Linked DNA regions of Mus musculus: regions 1, 2, 3, 5, 6 and 7 are each linked to region 4. The links are chromatin contacts, called in public Hi-C, HiCAR-type, HiChIP or PLAC-seq and promoter capture Hi-C maps. All regions are on one chromosome and are shown on one strand. The core of a region is the stretch at or near the end of the contact, and the rest is flanking DNA. Distances in the headings are between cores, read along the strand shown. Region 1 overlaps Pknox2 (Pbx/knotted 1 homeobox 2). Region 2 overlaps Siae (sialic acid acetylesterase). Region 3 overlaps Pknox2 (Pbx/knotted 1 homeobox 2). Region 4 holds the start of Ccdc15 (coiled-coil domain containing 15). Region 5 overlaps Pknox2 (Pbx/knotted 1 homeobox 2). Region 6 overlaps Pknox2 (Pbx/knotted 1 homeobox 2). Region 7 overlaps Fez1 (fasciculation and elongation protein zeta 1 (zygin I)).

Region 1 (3,012 bases), core at 243-2,742, 430 kb after region 4:
TGAGCTTTTATGGCTACAACATGAACTGGTGAGAAAGGAGCTCCCGCAGCATTGACTGAGCTCCCCGTATCACAAAAATAGCGTGCACTAAGTATTTATGTGTAAAATTTTAATTTATCCCTCACAAGACTTCAGATGGACATTATATTTCCTTATGACACCCAAGGAAAGAGAAAAGGATATAAGAAAAGAGACAGGCCCGACACCATACACTAAGTAGTGAATGTGTATATGGTTATTATAGAGCCTGTGTTCTTCTAACATAGTGGCATCCTGTTACAGATAGAGAGGAGAGCAAGGTTCCTGGTCCCAGGTTAGGCATGGGATGACTGCAATCCAGGGATGCAGAGACTTGAGGGGACATAGCAGTTACTGTGGAGCATGAGTTTGGATTTGGTAACTGATTGGAAGATGGGGAAGTAAGTAGGACATCCTAATGTACTGGGCTTAGCAGCCTGTAAAGGAGCCAGCTCTTAGCTCTGGGACTCCCCAGCAGTCTATGGAAGTCACTGACGGCCCATCTCTCCCTCAGAGGGGTAGACTTCTCCCTGACATGCAGCAAGCTTTGCTTTTCCAAAGTTATCAGGGAGGTGGAAGGCGGTATACTGCAGTCACTCTTGCCAAGGCCTTAGGACTTCTGCCCCATGCTTGATCATCTTGAGGACGTGACCTGTGACTTTTCAGATCGGGTGGGGACAAAGGAAGGTGGTCCACCTCAGGAGTATTACCACTTAGACGGGAAAGCAGCACCCCAGACCAAGGAGGCAAGAAGTGGATTTGTGCTACCCCATTGCGCCATAGCAGTAGAGCTGTGACTTCTGTTGGGCTTCATAGTGTGTAGTTCCTGCCCGGTGGGTGAAACCTGAGAGCTCCCGCTCCTTCCGGGAAGGAGTGTTCCTTAAGAGCAGCAGCTGCTGCTTGTCTCCACAGGCCTGGAGTGCCTTTCCCTTGAGGCCAAAGCCCCCAGCTGGGGTGGAACAGGACAGGATTAGATGGTTTGTTTATATGTGCTTGGCTTCCTTGCTTTTGCAAGCCTAGCTCTTCTTGGTCTAAGGCAGGACTCTGGCTGTGATAGAACAGAGGGACTCTGCCAGAAAGGCTGTCTGGGGACAGAGGCAACCTCCTCAACCACCTAGACGCGCGTACAGCCCAGTTAGACCACAGATCTATGAAGCATCTAGCACGCACTCCAAAATGTGCTAGGCACAGTGTCAAAGGAAGAGTCAGCCTTCTTTCCCTCACAAACCTATTCCCAAGCTAAGGCAACAGACATCTGCACAAGAGAGAACCTTTCTGTGTGCCCTGTAAAAGGTGATAGGAAATAAGGAAGAGTCAAGAGGACTGTCCGCGTCCATGCCTAGAAAGATGGGACAAGCTTCCAGTGGAAGTGGGACACTGAAATACGTCCCACCCTCCCCTCGGACCAGGCAAGTTAGTCTTGGTGGTAGCCATCTGGGAGGGGTTGGTGAGCTGGTCTGAGGCTATGGATCCGCAGAGACCCCTAGTGGCCAGGGCAAGGATAGCAGATGGCTGGGCCCTGTATCTGGATCCTGTTCCTTAATCCTTTCACTGGAATCCTAGAGACCATCGGTTTTTTGTTTTGTTTTGTTTTTTTCTTAATCCTAAAATGCAAGGGATTTTGCAAGGTCATCCAGTTTATCTCCCTGTTTCAGGGACAACCTAGTAAGATAAAAATTCCAAACATCTCAAAATACATTCAAGAGGAATGTTTCCATCATTTATTTTTGTCATGCTTTAGGTTTTTACCCCATTGTGTGTGTGTGTGTGTGTTTGTGTGTGTGCATGCATGCATATGTGCATAAATGTGTGTGGGTGTGAGCATGCATGTATGTGTGCATATGTGCATGTGTGTGAATGTGTGTGAGTATTTGTATGTGAGATCGTGTGTGTGTGCTTCCCAGAAATTTCTTCTTTAGGTGAAAAATAACTTCCTGAGCATCTCAGGCCCTTTCCCTATTAAGAGTAAAGACAGAAGTCTTAGGAGACGGACAACTCTTCCAGCTGATGTCAGAGCACAGATCCAATCTTGTGGTCACAGCCAGTTTTTGTGTGCCCCATTATCCCACAAACACACTCCCAAGATCCATCCCAGAGCCCCTCTTGTTTCTTAGTAAATCCCTTTCTCTGAAGAAGTCTTCCTTTTTGTTCCAGAAATGAGAGTTGAAGTAAAACTGATGACCGTTGATTGATGTGCATAAGATGAGGGCAGGGGTGAGGGTGTTGCAGGTGGCACTCTGGGGGCACATGTTCCTTGCTTTTGTAAAGTTGCTTCTCCCTCTGCTCAGCCTCTTCTGAGGGACTCATTGCCTGTCCACCTCAAATAAACTGGTGTGTGTGTGGGGGGGGGTCATACCACCTGTGGAGGCCAGGTTTCTTGTGGCTCTCCAGAGAGACAGCAGAGTTCTTGGACTGAGCTCAGCTTCAGCTGCTTTTGGTGCCTGGTGCCTAGACAGCTCGAGAGGGATGCGAGACTGGATGCTGGAAGTGTCACTTACACTGCAACCACTGTGCTTCTCCGCTCCCTGTGGGTGTCCCTCTGTGAGTGTACACAGCAGCCGCCTGGGTCTGGAGTCAGATAAGCCTCCAGGAAGCTGTTGAGAAGACAACAATACCATGTATTTAGCCAATAGATTCTTCCCCAGGGCTTTCGCTGCTGCCACAGTGGCTTCTTCAAAAAAAAAAAAAAAAAAAAAAATGACGAAGACTGTCCCTAGAGAGTCAGAGCTGCCCTGTCGCCACCGTTCCACAGAGCTACAGACTAATATGCAACCTGACATCACAGCAAGGTGGGGTCTTTGCCCTCTTCTGAGACGGGGGCTATACTTAGATTTCTGAGGCTTGGTACCAAGTTCCAGGGGTGCACCAGAGAATACCAAAGGAAGCATATGACGAGGTCTGTGCTGTCCTGTGTAGCCTTGACTCAACTTCTCCTACTGCTGAATAAAAAAACACTAGGGCTCTAGGGCTTTGAGGACAGATATAACCCTTGCT
Region 2 (2,948 bases), core at 18-2,517, 290 kb before region 4:
CCTAAAGAGTCAAGGTAGAAGCAAGGAGGGTTTGGAAGGCTCTGATAAGAGACACTAAGTCAATGGGAGTCTTGGCTAGTGAAGGAGCAGTGAGGGTAAGTGCTAGACTCTAGACAGTGAGCAGTAAGACTAACTACTTCATGCTGAAAGTTGATATGCCCCTTAGCCTGCAAAGAACAGAGGCTCCTGGAAGATTCTTGACCTAGTCAAAGTACTGAGAACAAATGGCTATTGAATGCCAAGCATAAATTCAATGACTGTATGAATCCCTCCAAAGGTCAGGGAGCATTGAGGAAGAAGCAGAGAAGAATGTAAAAGTCAAAGGAAGGGTATACCTTTAGAGGAATGGACCACTAACTTCTGATTCTAACACAGACAAAAAAAAAAAAAAGGCAAAAATTTTACAAGATCACATTCCAGAGGAGAGATATAGCCAATGAACAAAATAAACAAGAGAGAGCAAGCCATGTGGATACTGAAGCAGGTTAGGAAGAATTCTAAGATGATACACTCTATGTGTGTATCTAAGGATACATATACCCTTACATTATATGTGAGTTATACTGGAACTCACAACTCATTATGTCTGTGATTACCTGCATAAAAGCTGTAAAAGACTGGGCTTGTCAACAATATCATGAAAGTGGGAGGGGCTCATGGACTCCTACCCCCACCCCTGCTCCTCCACTGAGGATTTATATGTAGTTAACAGTTGATAAGGAGAGACATTTCCTCCAGTGATGTAGCTACTGGTAAGGTACCCAAGCTCCGATAAGCAAACCTGCACCCATGATACCGCATTGGGACATGGACAGACACACAAGTATACACTCACACACATACACACTCATACACACACATGACATGAAGAGGAGCTACCTGGAAAGAGAAGCAGGATTAGCAAGAGGGAGAGGGGACAAGAGAGAGTAATGGGGTGAATGTGACCAAATTGCTTATGTACATGAAGAAAATATCCTGATGAAACCTATCATTATATATAACTAGTATACCATAATAAAAGATCAAATGAAAAAAGAAGAAAAAAAAAACCTTACAACTACTGTGACACAGTATTTCCTGCTATTTCTTACTTTCTTAGTTTTTTGGTTCCTACGAGCACACTGTTCTTTGATTTAGACAGCACCTTCTTCCCAGTCCTAGTTCCAGCCAATGGAAGACATCCACCTACTTTCTGTCTCTCTTACAAACACGATCTAACAGTAAATCAGACCACAGTCTGGCCAGCATCCAAATTGTCGTTTGACACTCTTTCAAAACGTCTGACCCCATCAGGGAAGCTACACAGACTGTTCTATCCAGTCTTACTCATCCTGCTGCCCAGAAGAAAAAAAAAGCCTCATATCATCACATGGCCAGAAGAAACTTTAAAGATGTTTTCTGCTTCGTGAGTGACGAGTGTGACATTAGGAAAACAGAAAGCTGAAACAGTGACAAGCCACAGCCTTGACTATGGCACAGAATTAAAGGAACATTCCAGTTCTCTTGTTAAGATTCAGCATGCAAATCTGTCTTAACATAGGAAATGACAAACTGTGCTTCACACCAGAATCTCATAAAAACTAAAAGAATAAGGCTGAGGAGACAGCTCAGCCAATACAGGGCTTGCATGGAAAGTCTGATCACCAGAAATCACATCCCAGCACTGTGGAAACAGAGACCACATTCCAGGCTAATGAGTGACTTGATCTCAAAAAATGATGGATAGCACATGACCAACCATACCCAAAGTTGTCCTATGGTCTTCTACATATAAGTGCATGCACCTGCACCAACACACACACACACACACACAGAGAGAGAGAGAGAGAGAGAGAGAGAGAGAGAGAGAGATCTAATGAGTAATCCATCTTCTTTCAATGCAAGGACTGCAAGTGGAACCCGAGTCACCAGCAAGTGACATAATAGGAACGAACCAACAAAGTCACTAGAAACAGCCTAAAGTTCAACACAAAGACCCACTACAATCGACCCTCAAAGTCAAAAAGTCCTTTCCTCAAAATGGCAGTTGACTGAGAATTCCCTTAATTGTCCAGACGGCACTGCTGCACCCTGGCCACGTGGGGGCACCAGCATACTCCACACCCAAATGAAATGCTTGTGTTTTTTTCCTAATCTGAAGTACTGCGAAGAAGCTTGGTTCAACCTCCCATGGTGCTTCTTACAAATACGAAGACTAATGAAGATATGTAACTGCCAAACAAAAAAAACCCACAAAACTGGTCACATTCAAAAGATGTTACAAATACTAGTGAAGTTTTCAATCTGTTCCTCCAAGATCCCTTTTAAACCCGGCCTCCAGATCTTCCTTCCCTCATGCTTCCAGCCACCTGTCTATCAGTAACTCTTGAGTGCCCCACCAGCCATGGTCTCTTCCATGGGCTCCAGTCCTGAATTTCTAACTGTGATCTCACCGCTGCATTACTTCAAACACCATCTGTCATCTTTCCTAACAAGACAGCTCTCCCTGCAAATGTCCTGACTTCTTACAACAATAATAAATGCTAGCACCCAGCATGTTTTCACATAGATTAAGTCATGCAATACTTAAAATAAGAAAGATGTTTGTTCACAATTACACAGCTCAAAGAGTAGGAATCCCAGATGTGTAACTCCAGTCCCAGACCTTGTACCACACTATCTTGAGTTGTCATATTGGGTGTTTCCCTTTGAATCCACATACTTATATAAATACATATGGTAATATAAAAAGTAACTAGCATATTTTTGTTGGTGATAAAGTTAAGGCTAAAGGGTAAGAGGCTTCTGCAAACTGTCAAATTTAAAAGACCAGATGCCATGGTTATATGCATCCAAGTGCATATTTTTCATACGAACTACATAGTCACCTTCAAACAACAAGTACATGTAAAAAAAGAAAGTAAGTCATTAAGCCATGCTAGGTGGAAGAAAGTCAACAAAAACCCTTT
Region 3 (2,825 bases), core at 174-2,673, 380 kb after region 4:
ACTCAGGATTGTATAAGAAAATGTTGTATACCGGGAGGCTGGATAGGAAGTGCATGGATGAACCCTCAGTTCAATGCATCGTGGTGATTTGCCTATCATTGTTTCTGTTCTTATGCAACTCTGGCCTGGTCATCATAGTCACTGGGGTTTTTACAGCTCCCACCTCCTTCTACCCCAGAACCCCTACTAACTCTAACTCCAAGTCATAGCATTCATATATATATATATATATATATATATATAACACATATAATATTGTATATTATATATTATGTATTATATATATATATATATATATAAATTTTCTAGACTTCTCATGGGATCAACCACCCTGTGAGTCCTTCTAGTCCTATATCCTTACCTGTATTCTCTCTCCCACCTCAGACACATTTGAAGCCCTCCTGTTCCTTGTCAGGCAGCATATGCATAGGCAGCATCTCCCACAATGCCAAGGTCTCCCAGCTCTACCAGCAATTCCAGGAAATGGGGATTTAGTAGTGAAGGCAACAGCTTCTCTACCCTTTCCAAGCCCTTACCAAGGAAAGAGGAAGCAGCAAGTTCCATCCTACTCTTCCTCAAACATAAACACACATCTACTGTTCCATAGATGGTCTTGGTTTATAAGCAAGACACATATTTAAATCATCTGGTCTATTGGGTTAGATAGTCAATGTTTAAAATTCTCTGTCTGCACATTTACAGCAGGCCCTGCTTGCTACATGAACATTCAACCAGAAAGCAGAGATCTTAATGGGTCCTTTCTCAGCCCTGGTGGATGTGGCACTGTGTGCGTAGGGTAGACGGGAATCGATGGATAGCCAGGTAGCCGGGAGCTCCCGCTGCTGAATGACAGAACAATACTTACCCTGAGAGGGACTTTGGCAGTTTACTAGGGACTGGCTTCCTGGTTCATCAGAGAGAGCATGATGGACAAAATGAGAACTCAGCTTTCAGGCTCATCTGTGGAAGCTCCCTTCAGAAGGAAGGAAGGCAAACATTTGCTTGAGGCCTTTAATGGAACCAGAGTTTTAATGGAAACAGAGGTCCACTGCTTTATCCCCCTGTGACTCTTGGAGTAAAGAGAACGATGTCAGGGACCAAGGAAACTGCATTCATAGTTCCAGGGTCAAAATGAGGCCTTCCCCCCTTCTGCAACTGGGAAGGTAAGACAGCCAGAGATGGGGCTACAAAGCATTCTCGACCCACTTGCCCCTGCTTCCCCTCCCTGTCCTAGCCCAGATGCTCCAAGCAGAACCGGGGGTGCATCGGGCCTGGGGAAGCTGGCTGGGCTTTGATCAGTCATTAGGATCCCCATGCTGGTTTCATTAACAAGGCAGAAGGGGGTGGATGGGGCCCCTGGCTGTGAATGGCCTCCATCCAGGCCAGGCAGCTGTGCCGGGCAAGCAGGTTCAGATGTTGTCACAGTCCTTTACATTCCTCTCATCTCTTTAAGGCCCGGAGCCCCCTGCCTTGCAAGGTCCTCTGCTCAGCTGCCTGTGAAACACATTCACTTTGCAGCATAAAGTTAATTCATCTGCTTTGAAAGTTCCCCTAAGCCTTTTCTGTAGCTATGATTGACAGTTCCCTCTGCCCCCGGGGGCAACACCCCAGGGACCATATGGGAGACCCACCTTCCCTCGATTTGATTCATCAAAACATATTCTTCTCTTCCTTTTATTTTGTTGTGGGCCTTTCTTCCCTTTATATTCAGTGACCTTTCTCCCTGCCTGCTTGGGCCACCCATTTCTTTAGACCTGGATTCTTCATTGCATAGAGGGAAAAAGCAAACTCCGGGTCTAGCTGAGCCCTCTCTGTCCCTGCATATGAGATGGTGGACTGTCCCCAGGACTGGAAAAAAAAGCTTGTGACAAAACATGCTCAGGGTCTGATTTAGGTTTTGCCTTTATTAGCCTCCTTCTTACCTCAGTTACCAGAAGCAAGAGGTCTTACTGTCTATCTTCTTGTCTCCAAATAGGACAAGTGCCCTAAACAGCTACAAAAATAGTTAATGGCCCAAGGATACAAAGCCTAAAATAAATCAGGGGACAGGTGACCACGTGAGCAGCAGGGTTGAGAAGCACTTTACAGGCTGTGTCCTCTCTCGTGCCACCTTTGAAGAGACTCACTGTCCCTATGGCTTAGCATGAGGGGCTAGGTTAGTAAGACACCAGGACTCCTGTTGTTCTTGGAGTTGGTAGAGCAGGATCACGCCCCACAGCAGACATTCAGGCATCTTGGGTCTGACCCTGCTGCTATCTAACACACAAATTCAGGCGAATGATTTCAGCAATGATCTCTTCCAGTCTCTTCATCTTTGTAACAAACGTTGAGTGCTTCCTGCGGGTCCTGCCAAGTGTGTGCCGTGTACTGGGGGTGCAGAATTAGAGTTCCTGTCCTTATGGAGCCTTTGTTTCTGCAGAGGCAAAGTGGAACTTCTGCCCTTTTTGCCTCTGAAGCTTATGAACACTTTAGTATGAACCCAGGCGCGGTTTCTCGGCATCTGCTCAGCTATGCTCTGGCTTGATTCCTCACTGCATCTTCTGCACATCTCCATGGCCCAGGTGGGATTGAACTTTAATTACTTTTTTATTAGGAACACAATAGGCATATCAGATATGTTTTTCCAGCTAAGAACACACACACACGCACACACACACTAGACCCATGCACACAATCAGACTCTGTTAGGCTCCCTAAAGAGTCTGTTGGAAATCACTGGCTGGCTTGGGACCATAACAGGAGTAAAGACTCCTTTGGAAATGAATGGGAAGTGAGGAGTGGTCACGTCCCCCAAAACGGAGAAGTCTGAGATAAGGTTCCTCTCC
Region 4 (2,736 bases), core at 151-2,650:
AACCATCTCTCCAGCTCCTACCTGGAATCATCCTATACCTGGGTATGATGTTTTGTGACTGTTATTCCAGCCCTTGGGAAGCTGAGGCAGGAGGAACCTGAACTACCTAGGAGATCCCATTAAAAGCTGTGAAACAATCAACTATATACCTAAAACCCTCCCTTGAAGAGTATAAAGGCTTGTTCTATGATCATATATAGTTTCTGTTTAAAAGTAGACTAGTTAAAAAAAGTTGGCAGGGTATATAGTTCTTGACCAGCATGTATGAAGCCCTGGGCTTAACTTCCAGTACTGAGTAAAATGAAATACAAACAAAACTCAAAGATCAACTTCAATTGCCCTAGTGATGTCTTCTCTGGAAATGTCCTATCAATGTCAGTGTAAATTCTCCAATGGATTTTAAATTCTCCAAACAAGGGATCTTTGTTCACTGGGAGTATCTGGAGTAACCAGAAAACATACTGATATATAAAATGCTTGCAATAAGGTATGTTGAAGTAAAGCAGGGTGACACGTGCCTGTAACGGCAGCCATTGGGAAGGCTAAGGCAGGAGGATTGCAAGTTCGAGGCCTGGGCTACACAGTGAGTTCAAGTCCAGCATGGGCAACTTAGTGAGACCCTAACTTAAAAGCAAAATTATTAAGGCAGCTAGGGTTTCCACTGCTGCACTTGCCTAGAATGCCAGAGGCCCTTGGTTCAACCCCCAGCACGAATATACACCTTGAGTAAAATGAGTGTATGTCTTTTGGGTTTAATGAAATATCCCAAGCATTGTTTGGAGTGAGTTGTGATGGTCACACACAAGAACATGTCAAAGGTAATCACGAAATAGCGTTGTAAACCTTAGGGGCTGCATAAAAGCGCAGTCTGGTTGATTGTTGGCTTGGTTTGCTTCTCAAGGATCCACTGGCAACATGTTCTTGCCCAGTGGTTCTCAACCTTCCTAATACTGCGACTCTTTAATACAGTTCCTTATGTTGTGGTGACCTACAACCATAAAATTTGGGTGCGACTTCATAACTGTAATTTTGCTCCTGCTATGAACTGTAATGTAAAATATCTCATTGCAGGATATCTGATATGCGACCCCCAGAGGTAGCGACCCTTAGGTTGAGAACTGCTCTGTCTATTCCCGAGATTTCCTCAGCGGTGAACGCTTACTCGCCTGTTCATCATGTCAGACCTCTCACTTCGAGATTTGAGAAGACTACAGCGCCAGTATCCAAAGAGAGGCCGAGTCTAAGCTCGCTGCCGGATTCAACAACCCGCTCTAGTCCTCCCCAACCAAAGGGCAGGAAGCGGAAGTGACGTAATCCCCGCGCTCGGATTCCCGCCTCCCCAGCCCAAGACGGGTGACAAATGCGGAAGAGGCAGGGCAGGCGTGGGCCCCGGGGTGGCAGTTTGCTGTTTGTCCTTTGCGTAGCAGCCCGCGGAGTTTGAGTCTGTGTGTGAGACGGACCGGATCGCGGCAGGCTCCAGGCTTCACAGGTCTCCTATCCAACTGTTGGAGCCTCACAGGACCCCGCTTTCCTGGCCGGGCTTCAGACGCCCCCCACCTCCTGTGCCCAGGCTTCTTAAGACCCCCGGCTCCTGCCCGGGCCTTAGACTCCCCTCCAGCCCCATGCCGTGGGCCGGCGCTTTTCCACCCGCGGTCATCTCAGACTCAAGCCCTGCCCTTAGCGCCCGCCTATGCTCACCTCTGGGCAGGCTTTCATCTCCCAAGTAAATCCTTGTTTTTTCGTCCTCTCATCTCCGTTCCTTCTAGAAAGTAATTTTTACGCCTTTCCCCCTTGTCTTAAGCCTTGTCCCTCTTTCTCTTTTCTTCTAACCAGAAGTCAATGCCAGGAGGTATGGCGCCCCTCAAGAAGCCTCGGAATCCCACAAAATTGCCCCTGGCTTTAAATCCCACGAAGAGCAAGGACGTTTTGGCAGTGCTGGCTGAGAGGAACCAGGCCATAATACCAGTTGGGGCTTGGGTGGAACCTGCCTCACCAAATTGGTCGGGAATTCCAGCACATGTGAGTGTCAGTTGACCCGGTTACTGTGATCGCTGCCAGCCCTTTTTATTAGCCTTCTCTAAATTTTTGGTACTTAAAGAAAGATGAACTGCTGGAGGATGCTGTTTCCATTCTGATACAGGTTATATTCTTGCGTCAAAATTATACAACAATGATGTGTTTTCCAAAACTTGCTTCATCTTTGGTTGACACAATCAAATATTAACTTAGTTCTTACTACATACCAGCAAGTAGGCTAGTTTACTTCACAAACATGGTTGTTTGCTGTGAATGGCATAGGTACTGTGTACAATTTCCCGACACTGTAACATAAGAAGAATGACAGTTGGTCACTCTTCAAATGTTAAGTAGTTGCTCAGAGTTTATAAGTTTTTAAATGCAGATCCAGGCAAAATGAAAATAAGAAAATAAAAGAAAGAGGTTAATCCTGATAGACTCTGAGGAAGTTGTAAATTCCACGGGGCCAAGGAACTTCTTGTTTATTTTTGTTTTTGGGGTAAACTAGGTCCTTAGGATGTAGTTGTTGAACGAATGAGGAACTATGGTCATTGTCTGTGAAGGAATAGAAATGCTGTACACTCAGGGTAGAAGCATTTCAGATGAAGAAATGCCCTTTCAAAAGTTTACACATGTAAATATTTGATTTAATTTAATTTAATTTTTGATTTAATTTAATTTAATTTAATTTAATGTAAATATTTGATTTATTTACACATG
Region 5 (2,880 bases), core at 22-2,521, 410 kb after region 4:
TCAGCTGCCCAGTGCTCAGCCCATGAGGGAAGCAGGAGCCTGGCACAGTCCCATGGAATCTACCCTGGACCATAGCCAACACAAAAAGCATAGAAAATATCCCAAACTGTAGGATGGATCAGTGAGTTAAGGCATTTACTGCCAAGCCTGGCAACCCGAGTTCAATCCCCAGGGTTTCACAAGGTAGATGGAGGGAGTTAGTTCTTGCAAGTTGTCCCCTGACCTCCAATATGTGCAGTGTGGCAAGTGCACACCTCCAGTGAACAAACAAATAAATATAGTACACACGCCCAATGATAGATAAGTAAATAAATGTATAAACAACGCACACCCCCATAAATAAATAATAATGCACACTGCAATAGATAAATAAATAAATGTAGTGAAAGATGGAAAGAAAATACTCTCAAATGAAACAAAAAAGCCCCAGATTTCCCCCCTACATCCATTCTAAGGAGACCTGACACCTTCAAGTGGAAGGTTTGTAATACAGATCCATACAATGGCTCTGCAGAAGAGGGGATGTAGTTCCCCAATGTGTTTAACGCTGCCACCTTATGCCCCACCGCCACCCCTGCAAACCTTGCTCTGTGGCACTTTCCTGTGCCCACTAAGACGTCATAGCCTGACTTCTGCTACTGTTGGCCACATCTTTTCCACTCCTCTCCTGGTCCCCCTCACGCTATCACAGGTGGCTGTGTCAGCCGCCTCAGAGTGCCTTGCTTTCCCTGCTCCTGCTGGGAACACCTCTCCTCAGCTTTTTGCATAGCTGCCCCCTCATCATTCCAAGCTTATGTCACCTCTTCAGAGAGGCCCTCCTTGACCATTCTAAGAAAAGCTGCTTGCTCCTCCCTGCAGGGGCAAGAGTAGGATCAGAGGAAATCTCTTCCCCTCTCTATGCTTGTAGCTGGAGCGTTGAATCCCAACAGGCCCCACCTACCTGCCCCATATGTCACTCATGCTGGGCACACAGAAAACACAACTCTGCACATACACTACATACAGGTAAAGCATACACTAGGCGTGTGGCATACAAAACCCAGTCCCCAGTTGCATGTACACAGCCCCATGTGCATATGTACTGTATGAACACAGCATCCCATGCACACACAGTGAAACAAACATGCTGGCATAGGACAAACACTTGCTCTGTGGAGAGCCTGCACTCAACTCCAGTCTACACCCCTCCCCCACATCCCCCACCTCTCTATTTGGTTAGCATCTGTCACCCCCCCACCCCAATCCCTCTAGCCAGGGAAGAAGGAATGTGCAGTGACCGAGAGGCTGCTGTGGGCTGGGGCATAGGCTGCACCCCCACCACCTGGCACGATGCTTCGGATTATTAGTTCCTGGTAATTTAGTGCCCTTGTACAGAGTCGATTTGTGCCTTTCATTCCTAATTGATCTAGTGGCTGTTTAAATGGCAGCAGGCATCTGTTGAGAGTAGGAAGGTTCATAAGGCGCAATAATTCATAACGCCGTCTGGAATTTGCCTTTCATGGCCCTCAGCTAAACCACTGCAGGGCTCTGCTTAAATTACAGCCACTGAGGCTTTCTTTGGTATTCCACTCAGGGCCAGGAGAATCTTGCATTAAACTGGGATCAGGTTAGATTAGACCATAATATGCTGCAGTATTGGAGGCTGCAAATGAAGTCTTATACTGGAGTTTAACCCCTTCACCTGATGTTCTTTTTGTCTTCCGCTGGGTAGATAAATGTGCTCATTGTTTTTCCCTGTCAGCTCCTTCCTGGGTACAACAGAGCTTTCTTGCAATTCTGGGATGCACAAGAACACACCTTAAATATTGGCCCTCTCTCTTGCATACTCTAAGCCCAGTACATAGCCCTGGGGCCTTGGAGTTTGTGCATCAGTTCTCTAAACAAGGACCAGCCCATCTCGCACTTGAGTGGAAAGACCTAGGCAGGAAGGATGAGGCTAAGCCTTCCCTGTCTGCTTCTGCCCAGGATTTTTAGGATTCAGGATAGGACAGACGCCAGGGCTTCCCCCAGCCTACTGATGGGTGCTGAACATACTGTGCTGACTAGATGCTTAGCTCCGATCTCGGTGCATCCATTTGGGGAGGAAGCAATGTGTATTCTTTTCATGTTCTTCAACATGGTGGTCATTTGCCACATGTGACAATTTAAATTTGAATTAATTAAAATTCAATAAAATTAAAGATTCAACATCTTAGTTGCACTGGCCGTATTTCAAGTGTTCATTGGCCTCAAGTGGCTATTGGTTCCTGTGTTGGATGGTGCAAACGCGGAACATTTGCACCACTACAGAAAGTTCCATTGGTCGATGCTAGTGAGAGCATTCCTGTGGCAGAATACCAACAGCTAGGTCCAGCACATGATCCTCTTCCTCTCCCATGAAATGATGCTGCATAGAAAATAAACAAGCAGATGCTGTGGTCTCAGGAGTTAGAGGGGACAGGCCAGAGGATGCAGATGCTTTCTTGGAAGAACAGGAGAGAACTGGAGTTCTCTGCACTCTAGAGTCAATAACCTAGGCACACACAGGAGTGTGTGCTTCAAAAATAAGTGTGATGTTTGTTCATGTGTGCAAACATGCAACATCCATGTTCGACAAATGTTTGTGAAGATTCACATACATCTGCCAGACTCTGGATATTTAGGAGTGGGTAGATAGGCTTGATTCCTGATTGAAGTCTAGGTCCTTAGGAAGATGATAAAACAAAAACTCAGAGATTTGGGAGACAGTGTGTATACAGCCAGGGAAGCTTCCAGGAGGTGGTGATCTCTATACTAAGACCCATAAATCTATTTGGTAAAACATTTCTGCTCATCTAGACACACACACACACACACGCACATGCACACACAGTTCTTTGATTCAGTCACCAGCTATTTTTT
Region 6 (3,060 bases), core at 68-2,567, 450 kb after region 4:
TCTCTGTAATTCTCTGTGTTTTTAAAGGGTAGGAGTAAAAACAAGAAAGAATGAGCATTCTAAACATGGCAAGAGTTCCCATTGCTAACTGCACTTGCCTCGGTCAAGCAATGCATGACTTGTCTGCTTGCATGATTGCTTGCTTGCTCTATCATCTCTGAAATCAGGGTGCATCTGGCATCCGTGTCATGTTAGATGTGACACCATATGGTCATTTCAAAGCTCTGCCCCTACTGGGTACCTCCCTTTGGGTTCCAGGCCCTCCTGAGCAGTGGCATTCCCATAGATTGAAGGCTCCAAAACAAGCCCATGGTTGCCAAGAGGGGGAAAGCAAGAAAGGTTTGGTAGGCTCTAGCGCAGGTCTGGGAAAGGGAAGCCCACTCCCTACTGAGTCTGCTGTCAGTATGGGCACTGATACCCACAGGTTGATGTTCCCCACATCACAGCTCCCTTTGTGACCCAATCAACCACATGGTGAGATCCACATGGTTTAGGGAGGTGGGAGGGTCATCACAGGGTAACCTTGAATGAAAGAAGTTGCCAGAGATACAAAAAACCAGTGCTGGATTAGTTTCTTCTGACCAGAGCTCACTCTTCAAACTAGAAGCTACTTCAGTGTCCTTTGAATCCAAGGAAACAAGAGTTGTGGAGGTATAAAGGGCAGAATCAGGAATGCTGCAGAGGAGTTTTGTTTTTGTTTTTGTTTTTTTTTTAGGTTAGTTTGCGAGGGAGCCAAAAAGCACCTACTTAATGCCTATTCTTCAAGTTCCTTGTCTTGAGTGTTCAACTGAAGGAGTCTGAGAGGCTGCTATGCATCAGTAGGGATATAACACTCTTGTTCTGTCAGCCTGTACATCACTCTGAAGTTACTTCCATTTTAACCAGAGAAAGCTAAGGACAAAAGACACAGAATGAGTAGCCGAGGCCCAACGGTGACCAGAGAGTGAGACAAGACTCCACCTGCTCCTCAACCGCTCTTCACCATCAAGCAGCCTTGCCCAGTTGTAGAAGTCTTCAGGCAGGCACTGAGAAGGATCTTGACTTTGCTAGTCAGGGCTATACCTTTTTCAAGGAAGACTCATTCACTTGGAGGGAGCTGCAGCTTGGGCCCTTCCTTTTGGCCTTCAGCAGAGTTCCTCCAGCTGGTGATCACAGCACAGCTTCCAGGGGACAATGCTCATCTCCTAAGATCTCATTTCACTCCCTCTCTTGTCCTTGGACTCAAGCCTTTCCAGTTGTGCTAAAAGTAGCCCTGACTCAATTGTGGTCTGTCCAGAAGCCAGGACTATTTTGATTCTGTCCTCAAGAGTCATGTGGTCTAAGGCGTGTACAAGCTGGACTGCTCCCCGGGACTTGACTGTGGTGCCAGGAATGTTCTGGCCCACACACCTGTTCCCAAAGCTGGGCTAACTGTTTCTACTCATCCACAGGCTCCACCCTGTGCCTCCTGAGGTGGTACGCTGGGACAGAGAGGTGGTGGGACCTGTTAGTAGGGGTGCTCATAAGAGATCTAAAAATCCCATCTATAGCATAACAATCTATGAATATTGAGCCATACTCATTCAAGAAGGTGGAAATATGTCAATCTGTGTTTAAGATACTCAATCCTTCAGTGCCAGAAGCAGAGACTCCTTAGAGACAAGAAGCATCATTCTTCCATAGTAGGCTAGGAGACTTCCCTCTCTGGGGTCCTTACAGGGGAAGAGATGCTCATCTGACTAAGTCATGGTATAAGGCTCCTGCCTTAAAGGCTTCTATCTCCTCTACTGGAGTAGTTTGGGTATTCTTCAAAGCCCAGTTGAGGCCCCAGTTCCCTAGGCATCCTCCCCAACAAAACAAACCCACTCTTCTCCTATGACCCAAAGAGCCTTAGTACACACTACCTACAGTGGAGGTGCTCGCACCTCCACCTTTCAGCTGTGAACTCCTAACTTTCAGATGTCTCTGACTTCTAGCACTCAGGAAGCAGCAGACATCCAGCCTGTGTAAACTGTTGACCCAACTCTGCTCAAGAACCAACCTCATCCATATGTCCTTCTTGTTGTGTCTGTTGACTTGTATACTCATACACCATAATTGGACCATTCCTGTGACTGGTCTGGGCACTATTGAGATAACTTCTTATGAGCCAGAGTTCCTGCCTAAGGGTAGTCCATAGTTTCCTTCTGGCTATGGATGTCCCTGTATTATGAGCACAATGCACTTATTCAGAGGCCTTGATGACCACCTTGGCCTAAGGAAGCTGAAAAGGCCTCCCTGAGGATTTGCTCTGTGACAGTTTCAGTGGCACTCAGAAATGTCTTCAGTGGGAAGATGAGGGAAGAGATATCAGTAGTAGATCAGTAATGGAGGACATGTGTGGTCAACTTGCATACCTGTAAGTTCTATGTCATGCAGTCTGAACTAAGTATGGATTGAAAACACTTGAAAAAAATTGCACTAAGCATATACAGATTCTTTTTCTTAACATTGTTTCCCTAAGTAATATGGTATAATGATTATTTCCACATGGTTATCTGAAATATTGTCAGTAATCCAGAGATGATATTTGGCACCAAGGAGAATATGGCCATCATATACGCTTTTCCTCTGAGTTTTCATAGTGCTCAGTTCCCAGGTCTGTGTAGGATGTGTAGGCTGTATGGAAATAGGGTGCTATGTTATGGAATGAGAATGGGTCATCCATAGATATTGCTGTCTATGAGGGGTTGTGAACCAATCCTCCATAGATAACAGGGAAAGATTCTGGCAGCCATAGATAGGAAGGCTTAGCTCCTTCCTGTGACCCTTGTGAAGTAGGATGGGAATATCACCAGGATCCCTGCCTGTTCACCCTTACACGGCCTGACATTTCCCCTTGTGGCCTTCTTCCAATTAGCATGAAATTGGCTCTGGTAACTCTGGTGTTCATTCCTTCTTGTTAGACTCTTAATATTGCATGAATCACAGCATCAGATGCCCTGGTGTGGTGGTCAGGGTCAGAGGTGTGAATTAAAACAACACATGATCCTGATTGCTTTAGTCAAGGGACATGGAGGCCAGCTGAAGAGGCTGCTTTCC
Region 7 (3,058 bases), core at 391-2,890, 480 kb after region 4:
GGCTGGGAAAGGCGGTGAAAAAATGAAGCCTTATCAACCAGCAGGTTACTTCCTGAGACAAAGAAAGGGAACCAGAGATTACAGACATAGATACCTTTAACATTTTGTCTCTTAGGGCTGAGTGATATAGAATAGATTTAGATCACCATCAGTTGAGTATTTCAAAAAGGGTAGGAGAGCCAGGCATGATAGCACATGACTTTAATGCTAGCACTCGGGTGGCAGAGGCAAGTTAAGCTCCGTGAGTTCAAAGATAGGTTTATATTAGAGCGTTTCAGGACTGCCAGATCTACATAGTAAGTACTCCTACAAAAGAAATGAAGGAAGGAAGGAAGCGATAGAGAACATTTTTTTAATACCACGTATGTGTGTTTTACCTACATGTATGCCTGTGTACCTTGTACTTGTGTGGAAATGGTACCCCACAGAGGCCAGAAGAGGGCATCAGATCTCCTGGAAATGGACTTACAAATGGTAAGTATAAGTAGCCATGTAGGTGCTGAGAATTGAAATTGGGTCCTTTGCAAGATCAACCAATGCGTTTAAATGCTGAGCCATCTTTCCCACCCTTGCTATTTTGTTTTCTGAGACAAGGTCTCAATATGTGGCCAAGGATAACCTCTAGCTCTCTCTCCTGCCTACATCTCCTAAATGCTGGTAGGTATGTGCTACCACATCCAGTGAACAGAAAGGATTGTAAATCTTCCTGACACATGTCTGAGTATGCAGTCAGTGGCAGAACATTTACTTAGCATGGAGGAAGCCCTGGGTGTAACCCCTAGCAATACAGAGTGAAGGAGAGACAGAGAGAGACAGAGAGACAGAGGAGGGGGAGGGGGAGAGGGAGGGGGGAGAGAGAGGGAGAAAGAGAGGGAGAGAGAGAGGGAGAGAGAGACAGAGAGACAGAGAGGGGGAGGGGGAGGGGAGGGGAAAGGAGAGAGGGAGAGGGAGAGAAACCCCACTAGAAAGAAATGACTTGGCCTGGAGAGATGGCTCAGTGGGTAAGAGCACTGACTGCTCTTCCAAAGGTCCTGAGTTCAAATCCCAGCAACCACATGGTGGCTCACAACCACCCGTAATGAGATCTAACGCCCTCTTCTGGTGTGTCTGAAGTCAGCTACAATGTACTTATGTATAATAATAAATAAATAGAAAGAAAGAAAGAAAGAAAGGAAGGAAGGAAGGAAGGAAGGAAGGAAGGAAGAAAGAAAGAAAGAAAGAAAGAAAGAAAGAAAGAAAGAAAGAAAGAAAGAAAGAAAGAAAGAAATTACTTTGAATTAGATGACAGAGAAGCCAGTCACCTGGATATTTTCATTACACTGTATACAATATTAAATGTATTAAAATGTTTCAAATGACACTGCAGCCCATAAACACATAAATTTGCCACATACCAATTAAGCATATTAATACATAGAATAGATTTAAGGAGCACCTTTTATTTCTCACTCTTCCTTCTCTTTTCTGCCTAGCCTGGGTATCTGATGACTCAGTTGGCACTTCCTGCTTTGTTTTGCTCTTTGAAGCTGTCCTCCTCCTTCTGTTTTTTGCCATTTCGCTTTGCTTTGCTGAGTGTTTCTATGTTTGGGCCCTTTGTGTGCCTGAGAATGGCCTGACTGGGCGGGTGATGAATTCAGCCAGGCAGCCAAACCCACTCTATCATCCCATTGGCTTCCTGCAGTGGCACAGCCTTGCCTGCCTCATCTCCTTAGGGCCAGGCAGCTTTGCTTTCAGGATGTGGTGCTCCACTGTCTCAGTTTTTGCCACTTCCATGTAAAAGTTGGACTGAGTTACCCTGACAAACACACCTTCTTTTGCAGCCCCACTACCCACTCTACTTCATAGTAACATCTCTGCAAAAGCAGGCTTCCTCTTGCAGTTCAGCATGCACAGGCATCCCTAAGACACCTGCTGATTTTTTATTGCATTTTCATTTCACGCTTCATCCAGCCCAGCCTTTGTATAGTCATTACTATAAATCTGTGCTAGAGAGGTAATGTGAGACAGGCATTAAAAGACTGGACTCTGGAGTTAATTTCCCTGGTTTCAAGTGCTATCTGCACTGCCCCTGATAATGTATAGGAAAAGTGTAAATTGAAAATGAGATCTTCACTCTCCACACTGAAAGTAAAAGGAAGATGGCTGAGGGTATAGCTCAGTGTTAGAGTGTATGCTAGTATGTTAGGGTATAGCTAGTGTGATAGAGTGCACGATAGCCTAAGGATCTGTGTTTAATTCCCAGCCCTAAACATCACACACACACACACACACACACAGAGAGAGAGAGAGAGAGAGAGAGAGAGAGACAGACAGACAGACACAGAGAGAGAGAGAGAGAGAGAGAGAGAGAGACAGACAGACAGACAGACAGACAGACAGACAGAGACAGAGACAGAGACAGAGAGTTTTCTTCTCCATATTACCTTTCTCTTAGAGTTTCTCTGTCTGTCCTTTTCAAATACATATAAAAATTTTAATAGCTAAATAAGCACCCTCCCATCCCCACAGTTCAGGAAGGGTTTCTTCAGGGATCTGAGAGCCACTGCTTCAAAATATAACCATAAAGGAAGATAAGACCTAACCCCTCACTGTTCTGGAAGCATAGACTCCTGACTCCAAATTGCCAAGCCTACTTAAGGTAATGGGTTCTCTCCACTTACTTATAACAAGAGTACAATTCCTTTCAGTCTTTGCTGTCCTTTAGAGACTTGCCTGGGATGTGCAGCCTGTTCTCATTTAATGCTTACTCATATTTTTTTGTGGAAAGGATTTTCTGAATGGCAAGGAGATATTGTTTATAATTCTATTTCTCCAATTGTGGACTTGGATAAGTCACTTAACCTCCAGAAGATAGCTCAGTCTGCAGGGAGGGGCATGGTGTGAAGTTGGTTTGAGGATGGTACATAAAGAACACTAAGACTGCAGACTGCTAGCTCTCTCTCTCTCTCTCTCTCTCTCTCTCTCTCTCTCCCTCTCTCTCTCACACAGAGGATACTGGAGCTTATACCTAGGATACTAAGTTATCATGAATGCAAGGCAAATGCGCTGCCACAGAACT

Evidence for each region. Promoter capture Hi-C pulls out the DNA fragments that hold promoters and counts their contacts. Hi-C and Micro-C count contacts between places; a contact is called where the count stands out from the background. HiCAR-type assays count read pairs that join an accessible place to other places. HiChIP or PLAC-seq counts read pairs in DNA pulled down with a chosen protein or histone mark.
Region 1: a HiCAR-type map of fibro-adipogenic progenitors shows a contact between it and region 4, with 4 times the contacts expected there. The contact joins the enhancer-like site here to the promoter of Ccdc15 in region 4. A contact is called at or near these places in 15 of 39 promoter capture datasets (the 3T3-L1 cell line, 3T3-L1-derived adipocytes, the C10 cell line and 9 more), 1 of 15 datasets of contacts at CTCF or cohesin (the NIH/3T3 cell line), 1 of 484 Hi-C or Micro-C datasets (forebrain), 9 of 115 datasets of contacts at active chromatin or transcription factors (embryonic basal ganglia, embryonic midbrain, embryonic stem cells and 3 more) and 3 of 9 other capture datasets (adipose tissue, embryonic stem cells and liver).
Region 2: a Hi-C map of cortical neurons shows a contact between it and region 4, with 1.9 times the contacts expected there. The contact joins the enhancer-like site here to the promoter of Ccdc15 in region 4. A contact is called at or near these places in 16 of 39 promoter capture datasets (the 3T3-L1 cell line, 3T3-L1-derived adipocytes, the C10 cell line and 10 more), 2 of 484 Hi-C or Micro-C datasets (both in cortical neurons), 6 of 115 datasets of contacts at active chromatin or transcription factors (embryonic stem cells, extraembryonic endoderm stem cells, large pre-B cells and 3 more) and 5 of 9 other capture datasets (adipose tissue, embryonic stem cells, liver and 2 more).
Region 3: a contact with region 4 is called in a promoter capture Hi-C map of pre-B cells. The contact joins the enhancer-like site here to the promoter of Ccdc15 in region 4. A contact is called at or near these places in 15 of 39 promoter capture datasets (the 3T3-L1 cell line, 3T3-L1-derived adipocytes, the C10 cell line and 9 more), 2 of 15 datasets of contacts at CTCF or cohesin (the NIH/3T3 cell line and large pre-B cells), 2 of 484 Hi-C or Micro-C datasets (cortical neurons and olfactory sensory neurons), 10 of 115 datasets of contacts at active chromatin or transcription factors (astrocytes, bone marrow-derived macrophages, double positive thymocytes and 7 more) and 2 of 9 other capture datasets (liver and macrophages).
Region 5: a contact with region 4 is called in a promoter capture Hi-C map of cranial neural crest. The contact joins the enhancer-like site here to the promoter of Ccdc15 in region 4. A contact is called at or near these places in 7 of 39 promoter capture datasets (cranial neural crest, embryonic stem cells, frontonasal cranial neural crest and 4 more), 7 of 115 datasets of contacts at active chromatin or transcription factors (astrocytes, cardiomyocytes, embryonic basal ganglia and 4 more) and 1 of 9 other capture datasets (embryonic stem cells).
Region 6: a contact with region 4 is called in a HiCAR-type map of fibro-adipogenic progenitors, with 4 times the contacts expected there. The contact joins the enhancer-like site here to the promoter of Ccdc15 in region 4. A contact is called at or near these places in 16 of 39 promoter capture datasets (the 3T3-L1 cell line, 3T3-L1-derived adipocytes, the C10 cell line and 10 more), 1 of 484 Hi-C or Micro-C datasets (cerebral cortex), 17 of 115 datasets of contacts at active chromatin or transcription factors (astrocytes, double positive thymocytes, embryonic basal ganglia and 8 more) and 3 of 9 other capture datasets (adipose tissue, embryonic stem cells and liver).
Region 7: a contact with region 4 is called in an H3K4me3 HiChIP or PLAC-seq map of stem cell-derived neural progenitor cells, with 2.3 times the contacts expected there. The contact joins the enhancer-like site here to the promoter of Ccdc15 in region 4. A contact is called at or near these places in 10 of 39 promoter capture datasets (the 3T3-L1 cell line, 3T3-L1-derived adipocytes, the HPC-7 cell line and 7 more) and 2 of 115 datasets of contacts at active chromatin or transcription factors (the NIH/3T3 cell line and stem cell-derived neural progenitor cells).

What each region holds. Positions count from the first base shown.
Region 1 is chr9:36,915,036-36,918,047 of GRCm38.p6, reverse strand. The region is part of intron 7 of Pknox2 (Pbx/knotted 1 homeobox 2); the gene reads left to right. Among named protein-coding and RNA genes, the nearest start is that of Gm34652, 58 kb to the left of the region's middle. Within about 2 kb of position 1,492, at least 70 of the 459 cell types and tissues checked have an H3K27ac peak or open chromatin away from gene starts, as enhancers often do. A contact at or near this core is called in fibro-adipogenic progenitors, where this site is marked.
Region 2 is chr9:37,635,655-37,638,602 of GRCm38.p6, reverse strand. The region is part of intron 7 of Siae (sialic acid acetylesterase); the gene reads right to left. Among named protein-coding and RNA genes, the nearest start is that of Tbrg1, 20 kb to the left of the region's middle. Within about 2 kb of position 1,267, at least 12 of the 459 cell types and tissues checked have an H3K27ac peak or open chromatin away from gene starts, as enhancers often do. A contact at or near this core is called in cortical neurons, hippocampal neurons and neural progenitor cells, where this site is marked.
Region 3 is chr9:36,962,954-36,965,778 of GRCm38.p6, reverse strand. The region is part of intron 4 of Pknox2 (Pbx/knotted 1 homeobox 2); the gene reads left to right. Among named protein-coding and RNA genes, the nearest start is that of Gm34652, 9.8 kb to the left of the region's middle. Within about 2 kb of position 1,423, at least 19 of the 459 cell types and tissues checked have an H3K27ac peak or open chromatin away from gene starts, as enhancers often do.
Region 4 is chr9:37,347,021-37,349,756 of GRCm38.p6, reverse strand. It overlaps Ccdc15 (coiled-coil domain containing 15), which reads left to right and starts at 1,400. Exons shown (of 16, transcript NM_001081429.2): 1 at 1,400-1,723; 2 at 1,834-2,019. The coding sequence starts at 1,840.
Region 5 is chr9:36,937,207-36,940,086 of GRCm38.p6, reverse strand. The region is part of intron 5 of Pknox2 (Pbx/knotted 1 homeobox 2); the gene reads left to right. Among named protein-coding and RNA genes, the nearest start is that of Gm34652, 35 kb to the left of the region's middle. Within about 2 kb of position 1,271, at least 9 of the 459 cell types and tissues checked have an H3K27ac peak or open chromatin away from gene starts, as enhancers often do.
Region 6 is chr9:36,897,003-36,900,062 of GRCm38.p6, reverse strand. The region is part of intron 10 of Pknox2 (Pbx/knotted 1 homeobox 2); the gene reads left to right. Among named protein-coding and RNA genes, the nearest start is that of Fez1, 66 kb to the right of the region's middle. Within about 2 kb of position 1,317, at least 18 of the 459 cell types and tissues checked have an H3K27ac peak or open chromatin away from gene starts, as enhancers often do. A contact at or near this core is called in fibro-adipogenic progenitors, where this site is marked.
Region 7 is chr9:36,864,188-36,867,245 of GRCm38.p6, reverse strand. The region is part of intron 5 of Fez1 (fasciculation and elongation protein zeta 1 (zygin I)); the gene reads right to left. Among named protein-coding and RNA genes, the nearest start is that of Fez1, 33 kb to the right of the region's middle. Within about 2 kb of position 1,640, at least 41 of the 459 cell types and tissues checked have an H3K27ac peak or open chromatin away from gene starts, as enhancers often do. A contact at or near this core is called in stem cell-derived neural progenitor cells, where this site is marked.